Linked DNA regions of Drosophila melanogaster: region 1 is linked to region 2. The links are chromatin contacts, called in public Hi-C maps. All regions are on one chromosome and are shown on one strand. Each heading gives the region's core, a stretch centred on a gene start, on an enhancer-like site or on the middle of the called end of the contact. The rest is flanking DNA. Distances are from core to core; before and after follow the strand shown.

Region 1 (2,899 bases), core at 339-2,838, 86 kb before region 2:
ACAAAGGGGCGAATATCGCCCTCGTTGGCTAACTTGAGGAAATGATAGTACTTGCTACGCTGTTGCTTTGGAATTATCACTGGTGGGTAGCCTGCTCGCATCAACAGCGTGTTCATCAGCAGACGTGAGGTGCGTCCATTTCCATCGACGAATGGGTGAATATGGACCAACTTGTAGTGTGCAAGGGCTGCATAGCTGAAAGTAGGTAGTAAGCTTAAGGATTATTCCTTCTGGGCCAGCTGTTTAATACTCACTTGACAGGATGCAGTGTGCTACTGTGCTCCGAGTTTAGCCACCGTTCGAAACGCTGCATTAGCAGCGCGAGATCGCCGGGACCTGGCGGTATGTGACCTCCAACATACACCTGGTTACGTCGGAACTCGCCCCCTTCAATTGGGTCCACATGCCCCAGAACTCTGCGATGCAGCTCGAGGATGTCCTTAATAGTGATATCGATTCTGTGAACAATTCAGATAGATTGTTTCATACTGCCTAGCTATATCCAATTTCAACTTACTTTTGCACCAGACTAGCGTTTATGTACTTCATAGCCAGATCCATGCCCAAGATCTCGTTGTGCTCGTCAATGGATTTGCCGTCTACGGCCATGCGGGTCTCTAGGATAGACCTCGTCTGTGCCAGCGTCATGGTGTTGCCCTCAATGCCTACTGAGTGGTAAATGTGCTGGAAGTAGGCTTCTTTCTTTGCCCGTCGCAGGGCTCCGTTGGACTCGTGAATGGCGGAGAGGGCGTCTCGTTTGGAGTCCAGCGATTCCAGGCGGCGTTCGTCCAGACTCTGCACCACGTCTGCCGTGCGCTGACGGTTGGCTAGTGCCTCGGAGTTGCTCGGGCTGATGGTCAGAGCCTGAAAGTAGTACTGATCCGCCAGCACAATGTTGCGCTGGTTGTGCTCAAGGAACTCGCCGTAGCGCAGTAGGACTTCCGGGTGTCGGGGCGCTAGAGCGAGAGCATGTTCGAATAGACGCGCCGCCTTGTCATCCTTCCCCGCCAGGTACAAGTCCTGGGCCATTCGCAGTGCCCCCAGCGCCTCCTTGATGTTCGTCTGCTCCGCCTCCGTGTAGCTGGCGCCGACACTGTCGCTGACGCTCTTGTCGTAGAATTCTTTGAAGGCATTTAGCTCCTCCACGGAGTACAGTGCGAACTCGTCACGCGTCTGCAAGTAGTGGGCGGTCGGCAGATGATGGAGCTGCCGCAGTTTCCAGACCAGATTCGTTGAGCTTAGGGCATGAAACGTCCAGGCCGCCAGGCTGCCAGCGACGAAGATCAGTACAAAGCGATAGAGGCGGGCAGGCTTCGGATTTTGTGCCTTACAGAGAGGCGGATTCTCTTGATCTTGCTGCTGAGCAGGTGGACTCGGTTGTTCTGCTTCCGTGCCCATGGCCAATGCTTTAGGTTCCTTTGTGTTTCACGCGAATTTTGAATACTTGACACGCCAGGTACATGTTACGTTGAGTCCAAACGCTGGAAGACGTGTGGCCAAAATTATTGTTTATCTGCAATATTGCAGTCGTTGCGGTCTGACTTCTAGCACCACGTACTTGCTTCTTCTTCTTCTTTTCTACGTGTGACCGTTTCTGATATAAATCGCAACGACATCCACATGTTCCACAGCGGAACGGTGGACTTGGGAACATAGTGGATGTTATTTTGAATTCAAATTTTAAAACAAAAACCAATAAGTCTCGAAATTGTCTGCAATCTATCAAATTATAGAAATATGTTTAGTGTTTAAGACTCGCAAAAAGATATATTATTTTGTTTCACTTTCTAAGACAGATTATTATTAGCTTGTTCGCAATAATACAATATGTATTTAATACTCATTTAACTTCGCTCACAAATTAAAACGAAATATATTTGAAATGGGTGAATAATGCAAAATCGACATGAAAAGAGCTTATTAAAAAATGCCCTCTTGTTTTTTTTTTTCAACTATGATATGAAGTTCTGCAAAGCACAGTTGTACTTCTACCTCTCATTCGTAGAAACCATTCTTGTTCTTCGGCTGGGGAAGCCCACCAAATCCGTCAAGTCATTGCGGTCGAATTTCCAAACAATTCAATAAACAGTAACATTCTAATCAGCAGACAGAACGGATATATGGCAGATACCCGAGTCTTGCCGATTTGGACTGAAATAGAGCCTAAGGTCACCAGATTTGCATATTTCTACCTAACTGCCTTGAATCACTTGGAGTACCCAAATCCGTGTTCTCCCCTCGAGTCGTGTAAAGAGCACCTCATGAGATCACGCATTTGCTGGCTATTTCGATCTAATGCGATCGGATGCAGGCGAAATAAAAGTGCTCGGAGAGCAAATGACCGACCGACCGGCTCGTGAATCATGTGTATGTATGAGGTCATGGCGAGATTCATTCATTAATTCCACTCGACTTGAGCGATGACGTAGTAATCGATTCTTCTTCTGATATTAACCATTAATGTGGAACCGGTGGGTCCATACCCGTAGATTATGTCGTACCCGTGATGATAACCCGACTCATATGTTCTCGACTGCTGATAATGCTGCTCCGCATAACGCAGCCTCTCGCGCCAAGCGATCTTTCCATAAAAGCTTCGTGCTGGGAATTCAGCTGTCAGTTGCTGTTCGACAGCGCCACAGGGCGCAGCGGTTTCATCTCGACTCGGAAAGATTTCGGTAGTGCCAGTGATTGGGGTTCAACCCACATAGTGTCCTGAATCCCATCCAATCAATTGATAATTGTGTTAAGTACTCAAAGTGTTAATTGAGTTTCCGCTGAAAAGTGATAAGAACTGTAAGTCATTACAGCAGCATAATTTGTCTGTTTACTAGCGATACGTTCGTTAGTTCGGAATAGAAAGAACTTGGGAAAATATTTAAAAATAAATAGCGACAGC
Region 2 (2,700 bases), core at 38-2,537:
CGGCTTTTCGAACTAAGCCACTTTCAATTTCGTTGTAGTAAATTTTGATACTAGGATTTTGTTTACATCGTCATTAATGTGTGTGTGTTTAATTAGCATAAAACAATATATCGGTTGGCTTTTTTCACAAATTGTTTTTAATAAATTGGAAACTAAATGCAACGCCAACTCCAATTGGAAAATGTGTAAAGTTGGTGTACTTAGGATTTTCAAATGTTGATTTTTTGAATAAGGAAAGGCAGGTTAACGGAAATTAAGAACATAGCTTCGTCGCTCATATCGAGTGCTTACTGTACGGGAAGCAGACAGTCGACAGCTGTTCTCAGCGGAGAGCCACGAGCAGAAAAGTAACTTGATGGCCGATTGGCGACCCGAGTCGCGTTTTTGGTTATGCAATTCGGCCTACGACTCGGTTTGAGACGTGAAAGGCGGCGATACAGCGTGCAAATAGCGCAAATTAATAACAGAAGTGAATTAAATTAAATTACACGCAGCGCGGACGGAGTGAGCGAGAGCGCACTATCGCACGGGCGGCGGCGAGGCTGTGCGAGAGCGAGAGGGAGAGGGAGACTGGGCGAGCGCAGCAACAGGTACTGAACTTTAAACTCGCTCGCAGGGCTCTTCTGTGTGTGTGTGTGTGTGTGAGCGAGCGAGTGAGCGATACGGTTGCTCCATCATCTGTCCTCGTCGCTGCAACCTTGACCGCCAATGCAGCGCTCGAAATATCTAAGCAGCAAATTAATTATGGACTGGATTTCGATTTTGGTAATCGGGTTTTGCTTTTTGGATTTCGACAGTGCGTGGCCTTGTGATTCGGCTCCTCGAAACTCACCGATCGCGATCTCCGACTGCGCTGCTCCTAATCCTCTGTAGATAGACGACGATCGGTGGATGTGGATGTGGATTTGTGCCCCGTCTCTGGTGCTCTTCCTGTTGCAGCCCCTCTCAGCAGCTTGGCAGACGTCAAAGCCCTTGATTTAAATTCGCTTTATTCAGTTACGCAGCGGGGCGAAGCCACGATCTTAATTTTAATTCGCTTTATTCGATAAAACGTTGACGGAGGGCGGCAAGTGCAAAGGGGAAGTGACGACTACCACGGCAGCAGCAGTACTAAATTACTGAATTCCAGAGGGACCGTCGTCGAATCGCGGTGTGGATTTCTCAGTTGCGCGCACTTTCCAGCACTGGAGTTGGAACGGATAACAGAGCTATGCCAGCACGCCACCTATGTGTCCAGTAGCTCTGTTAAGTTTGATATTTTACTGTTCGCTAGAAACCGTTATTCTCTTGCTGTGTACAACGAAGTATTCGTGTGTATCAGTGGTTTTAATATCTTTAGGAATTTTATTTAATCACTGCTGACTGCATTGTTATATATTTTAAAATATAAACTGTTTTGTTTCAGTTACATATTTCTTGGTTGCACTTGTTTTCTTTAACAGAACTAAACCTATTTTCTTGCAGCCCACTGCGCAAAGACATACCGATAGTCAATGCCGCCTATCGATCCATTCGATGCCAGCCACCGAGATACTCAGTCAGCACCTGCGTATCGATATCAGCACTTCGGTCTCTTCGTTTTATTTCTCGTGAATTCCTTTATTTATTGTCGTTAACTGCCCAATTACTATCTTTAACTTTACTTAACCAATACGCGCAGTGCTCTGGTTTGCGTGTCTAATCAGCTGATTCAAATCGGCTAATTCCAATTGAGCAATTTACTCCCCCAAAAAAAACCTGTGGTGTCGATGGTGCTGCCGTTTTAGCCACTTTTGTGAGCCCAGCGGAGCCCCGGTGGAGCAAAATAGTCGAAAAATGCCATTGAAATTCTTGAAAAAGTGTCGCCAGTACAATGTTACGTCCAAGAGTTTGTTTGTTATATCAGTGCATCACCTGCTGGGTGAGTAAGCCCCACATTCCTAGAGGCGCTACGCCCCCCACAACAACAACAGCGACAGCAACGACAACAACAACAACAGCAATAGCAACAGTGGAGACGAGACAATAGAAACAACAAGAAATCGGTGACAAAGCCACAACTTAACAGCTGCCGTCTGCCATTGCAATTGGGATTATTTAATTGGGAATGTGCACAACGATTGTCATGCGGCGCCCACTTCCAGTTTAGCTGGAATTCGCCTTCCAAGGCACAGACCACAAAAATGCCTTCACTTGTTGCATTCTAGTTAACAGTCGCTGAGTTAACAGAGGCGCACAGGACACATAACAGCGACCGTTAATTCTAAAACTAACAGACTGCCTATGAGAACTTCCTAACTTTGCGTACTTCACATTTTGTATATTATTTACTCTCGATTTTGGGCTAAACAAAAGCATGTTTTGTAGTTCTTATACACTTAACCGAATGTACTTATTTGGCAAGCGAACTGAAGACCTTGACTCAATTAAAACCACCCAAATTTCTCCAACCATCAGAAAGGTTTTAGACATTAGGCCTACGTTTCGTTAGTTAGGAAATACGACAGATGAGAGAAGCCAATTGAGCGGCGCCGCCACAATTTCCGTCCATAAAACGTATAAGGTCTCGAAAGAGATTATAAACTTTATTTGCATATTTGCGCGTGCGACGGGCAGGGCCAAATTGTTGTTGTGCGGCGAATTTAGAGTGCTTGGAGCGACTTAGGCCGATGTTTGAAGCACGTTTTCACTCTTACCTACATTGCAGACACATCCAGCACA

Evidence for each region. Hi-C and Micro-C count contacts between places; a contact is called where the count stands out from the background.
Region 1: a contact with region 2 is called in a Hi-C map of the OSC cell line, with 2.3 times the contacts expected there. The contact joins the promoter of Fic here to the promoter of Pez in region 2. A contact is called at or near these places in 17 of 107 Hi-C or Micro-C datasets (the Clone 8 cell line, the Kc167 cell line, the OSC cell line and 4 more).

The regions. Positions count from the first base shown.
Region 1 is chr2L:6,423,025-6,425,923 of dm6, reverse strand. It overlaps Fic (Fic domain-containing protein), which reads right to left and starts at 1,588. Exons shown (of 3, transcript NM_135182.2): 1 at 518-1,588; 2 at 255-458; 3 at 1-195. The coding sequence starts at 1,398. Tig (Tiggrin) reads left to right here and starts at 2,614. Exons shown (of 6, transcript NM_001298741.1): 1 at 2,614-2,796.
Region 2 is chr2L:6,337,258-6,339,957 of dm6, reverse strand. It overlaps Pez (Pez,), which reads left to right and starts at 1,287. Exons shown (of 8, transcript NM_001273198.1): 1 at 1,287-1,310; 2 at 1,465-1,900; 3 at 2,687-2,700. The coding sequence starts at 1,816. It overlaps Cpr (Cytochrome P450 reductase), which reads right to left and starts at 1,122. Exons shown (of 7, transcript NM_057810.4): 1 at 833-1,122.